Regions from separate parts of the Mus musculus genome. Here all the other regions are linked to region 1. A link is a contact called in public ChIA-PET, Hi-C, HiChIP or PLAC-seq and Micro-C data. All regions are on one chromosome and are shown on one strand. The core of a region is the stretch at or near the end of the contact, and the rest is flanking DNA. Distances in the headings are between cores, read along the strand shown. Region 1 holds the start of Stat4 (signal transducer and activator of transcription 4). Region 2 overlaps Stat4 (signal transducer and activator of transcription 4). Region 3 holds the start of Myo1b (myosin IB). Region 4 has its middle 18 kb from the start of Gm33795. Region 5 overlaps Stat4 (signal transducer and activator of transcription 4).

What was found. A called contact is a pair of places that touch in the nucleus more often than the background predicts. ChIA-PET counts read pairs in DNA pulled down with a chosen protein or histone mark. HiChIP or PLAC-seq counts read pairs in DNA pulled down with a chosen protein or histone mark.
Region 2: a Hi-C map of effector CD8 T cells shows a contact between it and region 1, with 4 times the contacts expected there. The contact joins the enhancer-like site here to the promoter of Stat4 in region 1. A contact is called at or near these places in 23 of 39 promoter capture datasets (the 3T3-L1 cell line, 3T3-L1-derived adipocytes, the C10 cell line and 14 more), 11 of 15 datasets of contacts at CTCF or cohesin (CD8 T cells, the G1E-ER4 cell line, the NIH/3T3 cell line and 5 more), 321 of 484 Hi-C or Micro-C datasets (2-cell-like embryonic stem cells, the 3T3-L1 cell line, 3T3-L1-derived adipocytes and 155 more), 55 of 115 datasets of contacts at active chromatin or transcription factors (the 230-238 cell line, CD4 T cells, CD4 single positive thymocytes and 34 more) and 6 of 9 other capture datasets (adipose tissue, embryonic stem cells, embryonic tail and 3 more).
Region 3: a Micro-C map of embryonic stem cells shows a contact between it and region 1, with 3 times the contacts expected there. The contact joins the promoter of Myo1b here to the promoter of Stat4 in region 1. A contact is called at or near these places in 3 of 484 Hi-C or Micro-C datasets (Sertoli cells, embryonic stem cells and stem cell-derived neural progenitor cells), 3 of 115 datasets of contacts at active chromatin or transcription factors (bone marrow-derived macrophages, embryonic stem cells and neural progenitor cells) and 1 of 9 other capture datasets (liver).
Region 4: a contact with region 1 is called in an RNA polymerase II ChIA-PET map of memory CD8 T cells, with 159 read pairs. The contact joins the enhancer-like site here to the promoter of Stat4 in region 1. A contact is called at or near these places in 4 of 39 promoter capture datasets (hippocampal neurons, macrophages, pre-B cells and 1 more), 37 of 484 Hi-C or Micro-C datasets (the AtT-20 cell line, B cells, CD8 T cells and 30 more) and 7 of 115 datasets of contacts at active chromatin or transcription factors (a beta-TC-6 cell line, bone marrow-derived dendritic cells, effector CD8 T cells and 3 more).
Region 5: an H3K27ac HiChIP or PLAC-seq map of the HPC-7 cell line shows a contact between it and region 1, with 6 times the contacts expected there. The contact joins the enhancer-like site here to the promoter of Stat4 in region 1. A contact is called at or near these places in 3 of 39 promoter capture datasets (embryonic stem cells and macrophages), 5 of 15 datasets of contacts at CTCF or cohesin (CD8 T cells, the NIH/3T3 cell line, large pre-B cells and 2 more), 98 of 484 Hi-C or Micro-C datasets (the 3T3-L1 cell line, the AML12 cell line, B cells and 55 more), 31 of 115 datasets of contacts at active chromatin or transcription factors (the 230-238 cell line, CD8 T cells, DN3 thymocytes and 18 more) and 4 of 9 other capture datasets (adipose tissue, liver, macrophages and 1 more).

Annotation. Positions count from the first base shown.
Region 1 is chr1:52,006,575-52,009,937 of GRCm38.p6, forward strand. It overlaps Stat4 (signal transducer and activator of transcription 4), which reads left to right and starts at 1,666. Exons shown (of 24, transcript NM_011487.5): 1 at 1,666-2,154.
Region 2 is chr1:52,099,111-52,102,473 of GRCm38.p6, forward strand. Stat4 (signal transducer and activator of transcription 4) reads left to right here. Exons shown (of 24, transcript NM_011487.5): 17 at 1,214-1,349; 18 at 2,742-2,791; 19 at 3,007-3,101. Among named protein-coding and RNA genes, the nearest start is that of Gm31812, 13 kb to the right of the region's middle. Within about 2 kb of position 1,586, at least 45 of the 459 cell types and tissues checked have an H3K27ac peak or open chromatin away from gene starts, as enhancers often do. A contact at or near this core is called in B-cell progenitors, CD8 T cells, CD8 central memory T cells and 16 more, where this site is marked.
Region 3 is chr1:51,914,222-51,917,584 of GRCm38.p6, forward strand. It overlaps Myo1b (myosin IB), which reads right to left and starts at 1,757. Exons shown (of 31, transcript NM_001161817.2): 1 at 1,540-1,757. It overlaps Gm33795 (a long non-coding RNA gene), which reads left to right and starts at 1,941. Exons shown (of 3, transcript XR_001778914.2): 1 at 1,941-2,283; 2 at 2,520-2,702; 3 at 2,777-3,363.
Region 4 is chr1:51,932,948-51,936,310 of GRCm38.p6, forward strand. No RefSeq gene overlaps it. Among named protein-coding and RNA genes, the nearest start is that of Gm33795, 18 kb to the left of the region's middle. Within about 2 kb of position 1,779, at least 117 of the 459 cell types and tissues checked have an H3K27ac peak or open chromatin away from gene starts, as enhancers often do. A contact at or near this core is called in B cells, CD8 T cells, the HPC-7 cell line and 13 more, where this site is marked.
Region 5 is chr1:52,075,127-52,078,489 of GRCm38.p6, forward strand. Stat4 (signal transducer and activator of transcription 4) reads left to right here. Exons shown (of 24, transcript NM_011487.5): 8 at 1,407-1,558. Among named protein-coding and RNA genes, the nearest start is that of Gm31812, 37 kb to the right of the region's middle. Within about 2 kb of position 1,490, at least 17 of the 459 cell types and tissues checked have an H3K27ac peak or open chromatin away from gene starts, as enhancers often do. A contact at or near this core is called in CD8 T cells, the HPC-7 cell line, Th2 cells and 5 more, where this site is marked.

The DNA.
Region 1 (3,363 bases), core at 416-2,915:
CAGTGAGTTTGAGGCTAGCCTGGGCTACTTGAGACTCTGTCTCAAAACAAACCCTAAAGCCACTTTTCTCACTCTACTTTTTTGCTGGAAGACATTTTTGTTGTTTACAAAGCATGTTCATTCTAACATATAATGGGCATATTATTGGAAGCATGAATAGCTTATCTCAGATCTGAATTTTCATAGAGTGAATAGCTGCAAAACTATAATACACAAATATGGGGGTCCTCAACAAGTTTTAAAAAGCAGAGATCTAGAAGTGTCTCAAAGAGAAAGAGAGCATACCCATTTTTGTACATGTACCTGAACAGTTAAATGTAGCGATAAAGACACAAAAAGCCAATGTGATTAACACTCTAAGGCAGGAAGTAAAAGTGGCGAGTAGTGGTCTCCACCTAAGCTGTCCAGAATGGCAGCCACCAGGGCTTTAGACACTGGAAAGAAATCCACTTACACTGCAGAATCTAGGTGTTCAATAGGAAGGAATACAAAGGATCTTAGGTAGCAATTTAAATGTTTTATTATAATTTAATGTTTTATTATAATTTAAATGAAGTATTATTATTTTGTAGATATTAGGTTACTTGTGCTGATTTCACCCATTTTTTTTTTCCACTTTAAATGTGTCTGGGACTAGGGAGATGGTGCAGTGAGTCAAGCACTTACACTCGGGTAAGAGGACATGAATGTGGATCTCCATGATTCATGTAAAGCCAGCTGTGATGGTGCCATGGCAAGATGGGAGACACGGGAACCCCCAGAAGCTTCCAGGCAGTCCAGGCTGGCTAACTCAGTGTCAACAGGAGACCATGTCTCAAACAGGGTTGGAGGCAGGGGCAACACTGGATATTGTTCTCTGATCTCTACTTGGGATCTATGGCATGCCAGCACTCACACATGCTCTGAACATATGCCTATATCCACACACAAATCGAAAGGGAGGGGGGAGAGACAGAGATTAAGAACATGAGGGGGATCAGAAAATGCAAGGAGTGTGTTCTGTTTCTCCCAGACAGCTGGTCAAGAAGAGTAAAGAAATTCAGCGTAAACAAACAAACAAAAACCTACTGTGGGTTTGGGGGCATTGTTACATCTTCACAAAGTCTAGGATTTCACTGTGTGTGGGGTGGCATGGGGGGGGTACCTGGTGAGAAGATGCAGTGGGGGGAACATCAGGAGTGAAAAATGACAGTGCCCAGACTTGTCTGAGTCACAGCCTCAGCTCCTGAGAGGGAGAAAAGTTTCCTGGGTAGGGTGTGAATGGCTTAGTTGTCACTTGGGAGAGAAGAATCCAGGTGGCACACCTGTGTGATGGCTGGTCATTGATATGATACAGGCTTTTGCCTAGGTATACTACCCTAGACACATGTGTATCCAGTCTGCCCATTGCTTTCCACCAGTCTGATTTATTTTGCTGAACTCTGGTAGAATTTTTTTCCTGTTCAAGGCATTAATATCTAAAGGAATCCGCTGGAAGTCAGTGATCCCTGAGAGATGACTGTCTATCTTAGTCCAGTGGCTATGTCTCTGAGTAACTTTGTTCACCTGCCTGGTCCTCAATGTCTTCAGAAAGTGAAATTTAGAACGGAAAGGAACCGAGGTTCCACCCAGCTCTGTGATTCTAGAACAGACCCATGTCATAAAGAGGGGAGCACACAGACTACAGGTACCAAGACAAGGTGGAAGCTGGCCAGAGAGGGCATACACCGAGAACTTTTACACGAGTTGCCACAAACCTGTGTAAGCCTGTCTTCTCACAAGACAGCAGACCCTGCTGTTGGTTGGTGTGTTGATGCTGGCTCCCTAGAAAGGATGGAGTTATGTCTAGGAAAACAGGAATCCCAGTCCTTCAGTGTGTACCTCTTACTCTACACACCTTGGGACAATTTGCATTTGTAAGAGTGGCTACTAGGGATGGGGCGGTGCTCTGCCAAGGGGGCTTCAGCCTGACTTTGTAAAGCGTTTCTAGAATAGAGTGGATAGGAACTGCCTAAAGTCCCAGGGACTCAAACACTGACGCACAGGAAAGCCTCAAGTGGGTGGAGAAATGCAAATCCCCTAGAGGAATGGCGTCAGCGGCTGTGGACCCTGAAGGCCGATTCTGACTTTGGACTTGTGCAGTGCCACTACCTGGACGGAGAGAGAGAGAGCCAGGTAAGCCAGGCAGCCCGCATCTGCGTGTGGCCTCTCCACAATAGGAAACATCTAGGCAGGATTCTTGGGGCGTCTTTCTACAATTGGTATTAACACGACTGGGGAGGAAGGGATGCCTATAAAAAGAAGGGTCCTACTCATTACACTCAGATCACTCAGAAAAAAAGTCTTCCAAAGACTTAAATGGAGATCTGGCTCCGGATCTTTACTGAAGGAGGGAGAAGTCGAGGCATCTCCGTGAAGCGGAGGGGTGGGTTGGGGGCTGTGCTGCTGCGGAGGTGTGTCAGCTAAGGGCTGGAAGACAGCCCTAATTTTCTTTAGCCAACGGAGGGCTGTGATATCTGACCCGAGATTGGCACATCTGGGTTTCAGGGAAACACCATCCCGCTAGGGTAGCCGGTGATTGTGGCTTTGAGAAGTGTGAGTGATGCTTAAAGTAGGTCGTCCCTTTGCAAAGAGGTCAAAGAGTCAACAGCACTGCTAGCACCCGGGAAATGGGCCTGAATGCAGGAATACCAGGAGGGAGCCGGCAGGCATCCAGGTTTTAGATGGAAAGTACTTGTCCTGAGACAGGACAATGAGCCCCTAGAGAGTGAAAACAAAGACACCCGCTGGAGGTCTGAACACCAAACAACAGCGACAACACCAGAACAAACCACCACCCCCCCCACCCCCAAAAAAAAACCCAACAAAAAACCTCGCTTTAATTTCTTAAAGTTTTAGAAAAGTAATTTTAAAAGGAACTTATCAAATCCACTCTCATTCGCTACCCTCCAGATCTTCTCCTTTTCTCCCTAGGGTATTTATTCCCTCTCAACTTTATGTGCTGGTTTGCTTGTTTGTTTATTTGTTTGGTTGGTTGATTCACGTAGTGATGCCTGCATGTGCATGGATGATGATGTGGGATTGGACGCAGACCCTGAACCATCAATTGCCAATAACTCCTCAGCCAGGGGTGGGACTTCCTGAGCTCCAAACGAGGTCTGAAGGTTTTCCTCTTTAGGGTACGCCAGGGAGAAAAGGGTCCTTCTGCACCTTGCTTCAGCCTTGGTTTGCAAGAGTGACTTATCTGAGTGATTTGACTGTAAGATAATAAAATTACCCTGCATTCAAATAACAAAATAGAAACAACAGAAACAGTGAAAGCGGCGACCCTGTCTTCAGCTCCTGACCTCCTGATGCCACTGGTAGAAGAGAATGCTCCAGTTC
Region 2 (3,363 bases), core at 336-2,835, 92 kb after region 1:
TATACCAATGGCTAATAGATGTTTTTGTATGAAAACCAGGGAAGGACTCAGATTTAAAAGAAAAAAAAAGTCTCTGCTCCATCTTGCTCTGTTCTTAAGACAGAGAAAACAAAACTGAGGAACTGTGTGTTATTTTGCCAAGTACTCAGTTCCAGAAGAAACAGCTTAAATGTGAATAACTTTTCTTCCTTGCTCAAATCAGTTTCTACCAGAAGAATTCTTTCCATTAGGTGACTGCATAAGAAGAAGTGATCCCTAAATAGGTCAACCTTCAGTGCCTTTCCCCTTTAATGCAATATTCCTTAAAAGGAAATCACACAGACAAAGGCACAGCCCTGTTCATTCCTATCCCCAGATGTCCTGGCATCGAAGACACATCAACTGCAACCAGGAGGGCTCCCTAGTCGTGACATTCCCCTCATGCTGGAGAATCCACTAGATAATTCACTTTAAGGCCAGAGGTGGTTCCTGGCATTAAATGCCACTTCTCTTTAAGAGCTACATGTCTGTACATTCAACTTTAGAGTGTGGCGGGAAAGACTTAGTAGGGTCTTCTGTCCTAGCACAGCACCACACTGTTATCTCTTAGCAACATTCTTCTAGGAACCCGCTAAGGCCACCACATGCCACCATGCTCACCCTCCCAGAGCAACTGGGTTCCCTCTTGAAGATCTAGAGACTGGACTCTTAGTCTCCTTACAAAACCAAGCTAAACGAGTAACTTTGACTTATTAACTCTACCTTCCTCCAAACTCTGAGCTCTTACACCTTAACTAGACCCTGTCCTCACTAGCCATTTCCCAGCCACCTTTCTCAAGGAGACAATGGTGTCCCTAGAAATACTTTTACTTCTCTTCTTCCTGTCTTGTGATCCTTGTTGAATGCAGAGCCCTCTTTCATGGTGAGCCAATTAGCATGCTTACAATTAATATCATTTCAAGGGAGTTTATGTGACCAGCCATTGTTAGTCATGAGATGATTGTTGTTTGGTAGTTTAGAGAAAGTTAGGAGATGTCAAGTGATTTTCTCAGGAAAGATGGATCCCCAAGTTGTATTATATTCAAGGAGCAAAAGTACTCTAATGGGGAGATGAACTTTATGAACAATTTATTATTAACATCACTTGACCCAGAATCTAAATCGGGAATGCGATATAGCGAATGTAGTGTTCCCTGTTAGGTTATGATATATAATCACCATACCTCTATTTCAGAACTTGGTTTTCTTTAATAACCCTCCATCTGTCACTTTGGGCCAACTCCTGGAAGTGATGAGCTGGCAATTTTCATCCTATGTCGGTCGTGGCCTTAATTCAGAGCAGCTCAACATGCTGGCAGAGAAGCTCACAGGTGAGAGCCGGGAGACGGGGTTTCCTCTGGTTTTGGCACTCGAGAGTTTTAAAGCAGTTATGTTACTACTATTAATAATTACGATGCTGTCACACTTTATGGGATGCCTATGTTGTATTGCCAGGCACAGGGCTAAGTGTTGTTTTACTTTCATTTTTCACAATGTTCCTGGGCCCAACAGTGTTCTATTGATTTGAGGACATCAGAGGTCAATGGCTCCACCGCACAGCTAGGAGGCAGCAGAGTCACATTGTGGGCCAGACGGGTGCTTCTCTGAGGCCCCTCTGTTCACCCTCTGGTTTCTAGGTGTTCTCAAGTCACTTCCTCTGAATATGCTGTGAAGCCTTTATGGTAATGTTAACCAACTAGAACACGATGGGCTAAGCACAGGAAATGTGCTAGAAGTTTAAAAACACGAGCAATGACTTGATTCTGCACATTATGGCCGCTTCGGTTTCTTGGTTTTGCAGACATCACCTGTGCTTCATAAGCTTTGCCTATATTTCTTAGCCGTAGCTGGGTTTTGACAAGCTAGTACACCTAACTCCAGCTGAGTCTGTATGCATTTGCAGTTATGGTACCCACGCTTGTTCTGCACAGAAGCTGTGGCTGCCGTCTGGTTTATGTGATGTTGGCTAGCTTCACCTGTTTCTGTGCACCTGTTGGCTCAACAGTGGGTGGTCAAATACAACTGCCCTTTCCAACAATTTAAAATTCTACTTAATATAGGTTTTTTTTTGTCTTGAGTTCATAAATACAGTAGTAAACATTTGTAAAATGTTAATGAGCAACTAACGCAAAAATTATGTTAGCATGTTACCAGAAATAGTATAGATTAGCATAGTGTTCTTAGGATCTTTAGCAAATTATCCACAGGAATGTAGTTTCCTTAAGATTTCAATGTGCTAGATCAAAATAGCTGGTGGCTGCATATTGCCTACATGATTTCTAGTCCATTTTTCCACTTAAATCTAGCTATACCTAATTACATGATTTTGTTGTGTGATGTCTGGTTGCCGTCCTTGGGCCGCTCTTACCATCTCCAGCAGCATGTTATCCCACAGCGCCTTGGCCTCACTCTGCTTCCTCCCTGGAGGAGCTTCTGTTCTCCCTCTGCCCGAATGCCCAGTGCCGACCATCCATGGTGCTCCCTAAGCTCATTGTTGGCTCCTCCATCAGAAAAGCTTCCTATTAGATACTGACCTTCTTAGGCACAGCATGGCACATTAGACCTTAGGAAGCACTCACACACTGTGCCTCCATTGGAAGGCCAAAGAAATGCTTGCAAGAGAAGAGTGGGGAGAGATTAAATCGAGCACAGAATGAACGATTTCGGTGTTGCGTTAAAATTCTTGTTTCATTTAGTTTTGTTTCTTTTTCCTTTCATTTTAGTTCAGTCTAACTACAATGATGGTCACCTCACCTGGGCCAAGTTCTGCAAGGTACAAACAGGGCAATGGGGGTGTCGATTAGGATGTTAGAAAGCTGATTTCTAAAGATCCAGTGGTTTGGAAGATTTCCTGGATGAGGATAACTTAAAAAAAAAAAAAAAGTCCTGCCCTGCTCAAAGGGAACATTTGTAAAAGTTGGAGTGGGTTCCGTTAGGGATGCTGCCTCGTCACTGTCCTTGCTCATGTGTGCTCCTTCTTACTCATAGGAACATTTGCCTGGCAAAACATTTACCTTCTGGACTTGGCTTGAAGCAATATTGGACCTAATTAAAAAACATATTCTTCCCCTCTGGATTGATGGGTGAGTTTGTGGACTCTGTTTTTCATATGAGTACTTTTTCTGTTTTAATTATCTTTTTCCTCTTTTTTTTTCTTTTAAGCATGTTTATGGGAAAGATACATTCACTGTTTCTTCAGAGAATATTTTATAATGATATTATAGATATATATATGTAATAATATGAGATTCCAGGTACAGTTGCTTGTTAGGTCTATTCCTTATGAATGAAATAAATGCGGATGCGATAATGATGAATTGAGACTGTGTCTTGCCCCTTGCTCTA
Region 3 (3,363 bases), core at 507-3,006, 92 kb before region 1:
AACACTTGAAGTCATGACTCCAGTACACAAACCCACAATGAGTGTCGGGTGGGTCTTTTCTTTCTTCTGGGACCAATGAAAAAGAATCTTGCATCATCTTACTCATTTATTTAGCAATCTGATTTCCTGGTGCTTCCCAGGCCCCAAATGTTCTTGGAAAAGCATCCTAACTGAACTGTATGATAACGGAGAAAACTATTTTTTGTCAAAAATGGTTCTATACACACCTAACAGGGTGTGGTAGTGCACACCTTTAGTCTCAGCTCTCAGAGGGCAAAAGCAGGCAGTATCTCTGAGTTTCAGGTCAACCAGGGAATAAACCATGTCTCAAAAAGTTTTTTGGTTTTTGGTTTGGTTTTGGTTGTTTGTTTGTTTGTTTGTTTGTTTTCTTCTTAGACAGGGTTTCTCTGTATAGCCCTGGCTGTCCTGGAACTCACTTTGTAGACCAGGCTGGCCTTGAGCTCAGAAATCCGCCTGCCTCTGCCTCCCAAGTGCTGGGATTAAAGGCGTGCACCACCACGCCCGCTTTGGGGTTTAGTTTGTTAGCCTATCCGAGCCACAATAAAATCCACAGATACACATGCACACATATATCCTGATTCATTGTGAAAAATATTTCAAAACAAAACAAACAAAACAAAAGAAGCCCTCTTCGTCCGTTATAAATAACAAGATCTGCCTTCAGCAAACTCCCATAGCCAGAGCCTAGAACTTCAAGAAAGAACAGAACTTGCTGCACCAATTAGTGCTAGGCCGTAGTATGAACAAAGCACCGCAAATAAACTCCACAGGCCTTTAGACAGAAGGTTGTGTTTGTAATTAACTCCAACGCACTCTCATTACCCCCTCCCCAGAGCTCCACCCAGCCCAGCGCCCTGCAGGGCTCCCGTTCCCAGTCTGGTTTCCATTCGAGCCCCGCCCCCTTCCCCTTGCCTCTCTGGGACTGTGAATCAATCCCATCCCGGGCAGGAAACGGGACCCGGGGCAGCCCCCTCCGCTGTGGCGGAACAAAGGAGCGGAGCGCAGCTGCACTCGCAGGGCGATCCATCGGGTCCGGTCGCCCCTCCGGGTGCGCCGCGGCCGGGGCACACCGCACCTGAACCCCACTCCCCAGGACGCCCCATTGTTCCACCTCCGCCTCCACCTCCGCTTCTCCTTCCCACAGGAAGCCATAAGCTTGTCCTTCCATAGAACCTGGGGCCGGGAAACTCCAGTGGGCCAGAGGGATGGAGGGGGATGCGAGTGGGCCCGCGGGAAGCAGGGTTCCCCAGTGCCCGTAGGTAGGAAGCCAATAACACAAAGTGAGAGAACAACTTAGTTTGTAAGCCCCTTCCCTCTCCTGCCGCCCCCGAAGCCACACGGGGCCGCGATCACCCTCGACGACCTCGAGCGCGCGTGGGTTCACGGTGGAGTGCCTCCGCGCCCCACAGGAGCGCCCCGGGAGCTGATGACCCGGGATTGCAGGCTGCGGCTGAGCCTGGGGCCGCGCGCACAAAGGCACGGGCGGGAAGGGAGCCGGCACGGGGGAGTGCAGCGTACCTCGCCCGGCAACCGCTCGGCCACTCCGTCTCCGCGTGCTGCTCGCTGGCCGCCGCCTGGGGAACGCGGGTCAGATCCGATGCGGGGCTTGTGCCACAGTTGCTGCCGGGGATCCCGCGCCGCTCAGCCGACCGTGCGTTCAGTGCACCCACACCGCGTCCGCCGGCTGGGCTCCGAGTGCGCTGGCTAGAGGCGCGGCGGCGGCGCGGCCACTCCCCTCTCCCGGCGGGGGCGGCGACCTCACCGCCCGGACGCGCCCCTCGCTCCCTGGCCGCGGTTCACCCAGGCGCGCAGGCCGCACAGCGCCCCCCGGTGAGCACCCGGCGGGCGGGGACACCCAGGAAAGCGCACTGGCCCTTCACCTTGGCCACTGCATGATCCGCGAACTGCAGACCAGAGATGCAGAGCCGAACAGCTGCAAGAGCCTGGGCGCGAACCTCAGCAGAGAGAATATTCTTCTCCACATTGCCTACCCTCCTAGGTCCAAGTTTGGGTGCCCAAAAATATCACAAAATGACAATTTAATGGAAGAGAAAATGGCCTGCCATGTGAGGCTTTTATTGTCTCTGTCACTGACATACATATTGAATATACCATTAGGTACTGAGCAATGACTGGCAATCACTTGGCCATGGTAGAGGGTCTGAAGACTCAGGACTCCCAGCTTCTCACTCCAGGTGTCTTCACCACGCTGGGATTCGGGACAAGCCACATGACCCTGGGTCTGGCTTGTTCCTGGAAGAGGTAAGGGTGTTCATCAAACTTACTCATGGGGTGAGGTGAGGATTACATGGCTGGGGTGTTAAAAGCGCGGCAGACACAGTAATTATTACTCATGAATCTGACGACTTTATCCTATAATGAAATAAATTGCCATAAATGGGGCCAGGTTTAAGTGCACTGACCTATATCTGGATACTGTCACTGAAAGGAGGCGAACCAAAGATTTCCAACCTTATATAGTCACTCTGTCCCTCCAGCACAGGCCCCAGGACTTCTCAGAGGCTACCAAGACCCTCCTCTACAAACTGACCTGCTGGGAATTCTAGCATCATTGACGGAACCAGCATCAGTTAGGTCTTCAGTCGGCATGGTAATGGTTTAAGCTAACATATTTTGAGTAGTGGATACAATTTTATTTAATCTTCACAAAAACCTGTGAGGTAAGTTACTTTTCAATTTTTGTTTTTGAGGCCAGGACAAACAAAGTCTGAGAGCTTTTTTTTCTTCCTTCCAGCTTATATACAACTATGGAGAACCTCCACAAATTCTTTGGTACACCTCTCATTGAGGAGTGCCATTTGATTGCCCTCCTCTTGAATACAGGCTGGACTGAATTCTAACAAATGGGATACAGTTGGTGGTATGACCAACCCAGCTCTCTCTCTCTCTCTCTCTCTCTCTCTCTCTCTCTCTCTCTTTCTCTCTCTCTCTCTCTCTCTCTCTCTCACTGTGAGGGAGCACACAGAAGCCAGGTATAGCCATATATTCCAGACTAAGAGTGCCCGCATCTGCTCACTGTCCCAGCCATGTGGCTGTGTGAGCCTTAAAGTTGACTTAGTCACAGTCACCTTATACTACATGAAGTAAGACCTAGAGTGAAACCCCAGCTAACTCAAGTCAGTCTCCAGAAACATGAAGTGAAGGAGGGTTTGTCATTGGTGACTTGGCCTAGTGGTAGCATAAATGATTGCCTCCACCACAGCTGACCAAACAAGCTACCCTAGACCTTGATAACTTAGTACAGTAAAGACACCGCTCTCAGCTTCCAGAGAAACAAAATATAGACCTACTACATGGCAACATGTTTTAATATGTGCCAGA
Region 4 (3,363 bases), core at 529-3,028, 74 kb before region 1:
TGAGCTTCTCAAATCCCGTAGCCAGCCTTGACTATACTGCATTTCGTGACACCCTGGGTAGATACTGCATATGAGGGCAGGGTTTCAACAATGTCCACACATTCTGCAACAGTTCTTTCAAAAGACAAAGCTGATTTCCACCCACACTTGACTCCGTCATGCCTTCTAATGAATGGCATCTGGCAGAAGGAAGGGTGTGTGTTTAAGAGTACTATAAAGAAGCACTGCAGCTTGTGCCTTGCCACTGAGTCATTTGCTCTAGGGAAAGGCAGATATCATATCATGAGGATGCTCAGTCAACACGTGGAAAGGTCCACGGGGTGAGGGACTAAGGCCTTGTAAAGCCCAACCAATTCCTTTTTTAAAAAGAAACTCCATTTTGTTCGAGGCCAGGGGCTAAACTCCAGTTCCAGGAATAAAGTCAGAGTCCTCCTGAGCAAGTACCCTATGACAACCCATCCCCCTTAGCAACAGCCAGTGAGGCTACAATAGCAGGGTCAAGATAACTCAAGACATCCTGCAGAGAATAAGTAACTTATCCATCCTGGTGGTCCGATGGCTTCGTTCTCATCTTCAGTTCCTACGGAGTACAGCAGAAATGTAGTTTTTAAAATATTAACTTGCTGACCTGTATAGATGCATGCCCCAAGTTTGCTGTATCCGCAATACAAATCCTGAACCCCTAGACTCAGGGCTCTCACTCTGACCCACTATGATGGTGAGAGAGACCTTGCTCACAATAAAGACCGTTACATGGTTTACATTGGAATTGGCTCCTTAGTGGTCTTTGGGTACATGCAACTTGGGCTTAACAGCCTCCTGACAGCAATCATTTAAATCAACTCTCTCAAATCTTGAAAACCTTGGCTGCCTGACTCCTCACCCAGCACTTGCCTTCTGAGAGGGAACCATCTAGACGCGCCACTTAATTACTGATACTCAGGAACTATGTCATAAGTTTGTTGTTTTGAGCTAGGATAATTTATTTTATGTAGTAATGGATAATTCATATATTATGTAATGGTACAATATTATATGTTTGGTACAGTATTATAATTGATTTGATTATGCCATTTCAGACCCTGTAGGCATTTAATCCATGGGACACTGTAGGAATGCTCTTCTGTGAGCAACAGAGGGTTTCTCTCCACCCTTTCCTTGTGCCAAGGTCTTCTTTTAATTTGGGCCATGGCCTTTGACATTGTGTCTGATTCTTAATTCAAAGACTACCAAACATGCTCCTCCCACAAAGAGCGGCCTCCCTTCTAATTGACCAGTGTTGCTCCAGTTACGAGTCATGTCATACCTCTGTGACGTGGCCTAGAGTTGCAGCTCAAGATTTTATAGCCATATTTATACCGCCTGCACAGCATGGAATGAGGCCAGCAGAAGTTGCACCCCATGGCTCTATAATCTGCTCTAGTCACCCAGTTTGGAATAGGACTGATTAGAGGAGCTTCGAGAGATAAGCCATCGAGGCTATGGCCTAGCTCCATGTCCTTGTTCTGTAGGATCCCGTCTCAGTGATGAGTGAGAAGGTTAGTGGCTTGTGCAATACCAGTAGACACACTTGAAAAGTGAGTCCCTCCCTGCCTATGCAGTAACATCAGAGCATGAGGGTCCTAAGTGTAATTTCTGATCCAGCAAGCTAGACGTTTAAAACCTGATGGGTGATGACCACAGTGTCTGGGACTTCCTCTCACTGTGTACCATTCAGAGGGCAGATGCGAAACAGGAACATGAACAATAGATAGAGTGGTCTGCCACTTCCTCTTTCTGCACGTCGGGGAAGTTTCATTCACCAAAACAAAGTTATCACTGCTCTGTAAAGTGACAACTATGTCACTTTACAGCACTGTGTCAATACAGAAAACCAGACAGTCACAGCTCCCTGGCACAGAGGCACCCAGGAAGTGGGAACTGTCTAGTGTTAGAGAATAAAGTGAAGATGACTTACTGAACCACCATCCTCCACTTTTAATTCAACTTTATAAGGCAAAACTGGTAATGGGTTGGAAATAAAGGAGAGAGCACAGTGGTGGGAGAAAGCAGGACTCTATGATCATCACTGCACTACAGAATCCACCCTAAGCTCTGATCTCAAGGCAAACCCTTCACTTTAAATGAGCCTATTATGCTCACAGCAGATGCAGCCAAGAACAGGAAAAGCCAGGTCTGCCCCACTGAGCATTTTTCAACAGAAGGCTTAGGGAATTTGTTTACTATCCTGATAACCTTTACTCCAGACCAATGGCCCTCCTCTGGTTCTGTTTTTAAAACCTGAGTTTGTCAGATGAGGAAGGCTAAGCCAATTAGCCAGCTGAGCTAAGTCAGAGTTTAAGAGGAGTCCCTAGAGAAGGCCCCATCCTGCCTCTCATGTCAAATCTATCCTAACGTGGTGTCTCCAGAGGTAGAACCACAAAGACACTCCATGAGGACATTGGCCCGCCTCTGATTTGGTTTTACATTTTCTCTTTGTGTTGTCTTTGTAAGGTATGATGATTATGATGTTTGAGCCTGTCTTCCCAAATACAGCTCCTAACACATGATTTCAGAGTTCACAGAAAGAAGGGAGAATTGAGAAATGGACACGTGTAATGGGATTAAATGAGACTTGGTTTTGCCGAGTTCCCGGTGGTTCTAAACACAGCCTATATGATCCCAAACAACAAGAGCCATTCTGCAGTTTGCATGATTAGTTAATGAGCACCTACTAAGCACATGGAACTGAGGTAGTGCATGATACTCTAAGAACATTACACTTCTATTTCATGCACAGAGTCTTTCAGCTCCTTCTAAAGCTGAAGACAGAAACAATCTTGTCTTTAACTTCAGCAGAAAGTTCCACACAGAGAATATTTTTCAAAGTATCTTCTCTCCCATGGAAAGGTTCTCTAAGCAGGCACTGCCTATCTTTACGAATAAATTGTTTTTAAAAGTTTACCTCACAGCTCATATGCAAATTCTTATTGGTAGATAAGAGAATAACTAATTGCAGTAGATGAAGAAGTTTTCTTACATGATGCATTTAGATACCGTTATGGGAATCTTTGGGGTGGGAGGGAAATGAGAGAAATTTTATAATTCAAGGATATGGACCTTTCCACACACCCTCTTTTCCTTATAATTAACTTATTTCCTCACTGAAGAACAACACATTTCCTCAAGCTAATATAAAATATATTAATAACAAAGAACCTCTGCTCCTTCTATCTTGGAAGTAAACCCTACAAAGCTCTTGGGATAAATTCTGGGAGCACCACGCAGTTCTTTGAAAGCTGGAATTTGTATCTTTAGAGCGTTTGTGAAAGAAACGTAGCTCAGTGCCCTCTGGAGTCACTTGTTGTCTACCACAGGCTGCAG
Region 5 (3,363 bases), core at 240-2,739, 68 kb after region 1:
ATATTGTCCTATTTGTGAAATTCCTCAAGACTTAAGAATAGTTTGTTAGTAACAAACTTTTTTTTTTTTTTGCTCAGTGAAATATGTTTAAGACAGTAAATATTTCTATTTCAATTTTCTTTTTTTTTTTTTCTTCTGTTGTTTTTTCAAGACAGGGTTTCTCTGTGCAGTTCTGGCGGTCCTGGAACTCACTTTGTAGACCAGGCTGGCCTCGAACTGAGAAATCTGCCTGCCTCTGCCTCCCAAGTGCTGGGATTACAGGCATGCACCACCACTGCCTGGCTTATTTCAATTTTCTACCTGTCTTTAAAAGTAAATGCAATTGATATTTAGCCAATAACTGCTAAATCAGTAGTTCACTTCTAAAAGATCATTTTTGGTGAATAAACTTATATGCATCCAAATAAGTTTACTTTCACTTTAAATTGATTATAAATATAATTAGGTGTGTGTAAGATTGCAATCACACAAACGGTATACATAAGCAGATAGTCCAAGCTAACATGTAAGGATTTTATGGGTGATCTGTTTCATGTTTTATATGCACCATTTTATTTTGCTTGAGAAACAAAATTAGAAATAGAGAAGGAAATCTGAAAATAATATAGCCCATCTACCCACACCCCCACACCTACATATATATACATATACAAATATACATATACATATACATATACATATATATATATATATATATATATGAGAGAGAACTAAATTATAAGAAGGTTAAATGCTTTGTCCAAACTCACAAAACCTGAAGAAAAACTCCTGTCTCCTAATTTCCAAGCTTATGAAAGTTGTATTTTACTCTGCCTCCTTAAACACAAAGTGTGAAAAAAAAGTAACACAGAAAGAACCAAGTTTTAATCAGTATTTTTGCAAATAGATGGATAATCACATTCATTTAGAAACAGGCATTGGAGCAATGGCTTAAGAGTTAAGAGCAACAAAGGCTGATCTTCCAGAGGACCCAGGTTCCGTTCCCAGAACCCACATCGTGGCTCACAAGCAACTGAAACTCCATTCCTAGGGGATCCAACACCTCTTCTGCCTTTGGGAGGCACTGCACATATATCAGCTGGACAGACATGTCAGCACACCACTAAAACACATAAATAAAATAGACAACTGTTATAAATGGCCTTCAAATGCATGTTTAGGACAGCACCATTCAATATTGACACAAAAGTTCCCACTGGATACTTTAGACGGATGCATGAGGATGCCAAGCCGTGGTCACAGTTCTCATGCTATTATTCAGTTGTAATGACTTTATTGTTTGAGAAGGCACTATCAAATATTTGGTTAATTTTAGTCAACTCTTTGTCTCTCAGAGCAGTGTGTTTTGGTAAGCAGACCTGTAACCTGGTGTTCTGTGGATCTCTTTGCATGCTGTCTGTTTGCAGGAAGCACTCAGTAAGATGACGCAGATAGTGAACGAGACAGACCTGCTCATGAACAGCATGCTTCTAGAAGAGCTGCAGGACTGGAAAAAGCGGCAGCAGATTGCCTGCATTGGTGGCCCGCTCCACAATGGGCTGGACCAGCTTCAGAACTGGTAAAGCGATTAACTTTAGTTTCTAGTGAAAACCACAGGAAGCAAGGGCTGCAGTTGCTCAGTGAGAGTGCAGTCTACACCAAGCTGGGGACTACTGAGCAGGAGGGAGCCCCTGTCTCATGTTCTCAGCTTGCCTCCTTTGGGAAGACAAAGGAAGCCTTTCCCATACATAAGAATTGATCAATAAGCAAACGTGATATCTTAAAAGACTCTAGTGACTTTTTTCGAAGCCTATAATGCATATCATTAAGGGTAGAATAAACATTAGCTTCAAAACTCTGAAAAACAACTTTTAAAATGTGTGTCTTATGGTATAAGCTCAACATTTAGTTTTATATTTTCAAACACATTAACTTTGTAAAAGATGTTGGTCAAAGATGCAAAATTTCAGTAGGAAAGAGGAATAAGTTTAGGAAAGCTACCATACACCTTGATGACTGTAGTTACCAATATGTTATATACTTGAAAATTACTACATAGAATTTCTGTTCTTACAAAAAGAAGGTTATGGGAGACAATGCATATTTTTTAAATTTTTATTTGGCCATGCTTCAGTATATAAATATAGCAAAACATCATATATAAAACTACAAATATACACAATGTTTATTGGCCAGTTAAAAAGTTAAGCTACATATGGTAACAGACACCCGTCATCTCAGGGGAGTCACGCAAGTTCTAAGCCTCCTTGGTCTACAGAGCAAGACCCTTTACAAAACTAACAGTACAACAGGACATCGATACCTAATATGCAGATAAGCCGTTAAATGTAGATACCATCTTTTCACATAGAAGGATAAAAATGTTGATAAGGTTTTCTGACTCATAACTGCAAAATAAAAACGATCTGGCTAAGAGGACAATTGAAAAATATAAGGAGAAACAAAAATCATTCGGTTACCATTCAAAATTGCTTTCTAAGAGATAATTCAAGAAAAATGGAAAATCGCCATACGCCATACCTCAGGTTTCCTTCTCAAGCGAAGTAAAGATGTGGGCTCACTTTCCAACACACTGATTTCCCTCAATTCTCTAAACCCAAAGTACTCTACTGTGAAAACAAGACAAGCAACACAGGGAGTAATGAAAGCCACAAATTGATGGGACCTGCCACAGCTCCCTCCCTGGTCCTTCCTGTGTACTTGAGAAAGAGTTGCCGGGGAGACTGCAGAGAGATGCTCTGCTCCTCTAGCCGTAGACCCTGTCCTCTTCCCCTTCCTCTTCTTCTGTTTCGGTCTTTCTAATTCTTCTCTATTCTGACCTAATCCTCACCTCCATTTCTAAGCCAAGATCAGCACACAGTGAGCAGCGTTGCACTTGAGTGTCAAAGCAAGGCTTCCCAAACACTCACTTGTGTCAGAATGACCAAGTCATCACTTCCCACTAGCACTTAGGAGTTGCAAATGTGTATAGGGGGAGGGAGATGAATTTTACACAACAACATTCTTCATGTCCTATACTCTGCATTTTAAATTGGTCTGTCTCTGACTTTTAGTGGGAGGCATATTCTTAATATGCATACTTAACAGGATCTAAAGGCCAATTAAAAGAAATTTGTTTCCAGATGTTGACAATATTTCATAAAGGATGCCTGTAAATTGAAAGCACAAATTAGAAAATATTGAACATAATTCATATTCAGGAAGAAAGAGGTTAGGAAAATATAAAGAATTGTTAGTAATCATAATTTTAATTAATTTAACAATCACTTAGTCATTTGTTACTTATGAAATATGATCAGTTGCTAAACTAGCTTGATCGTTAAGTAGGGAAGGAAAAAAAAAAACCTTCTCATTTGCTGTTCA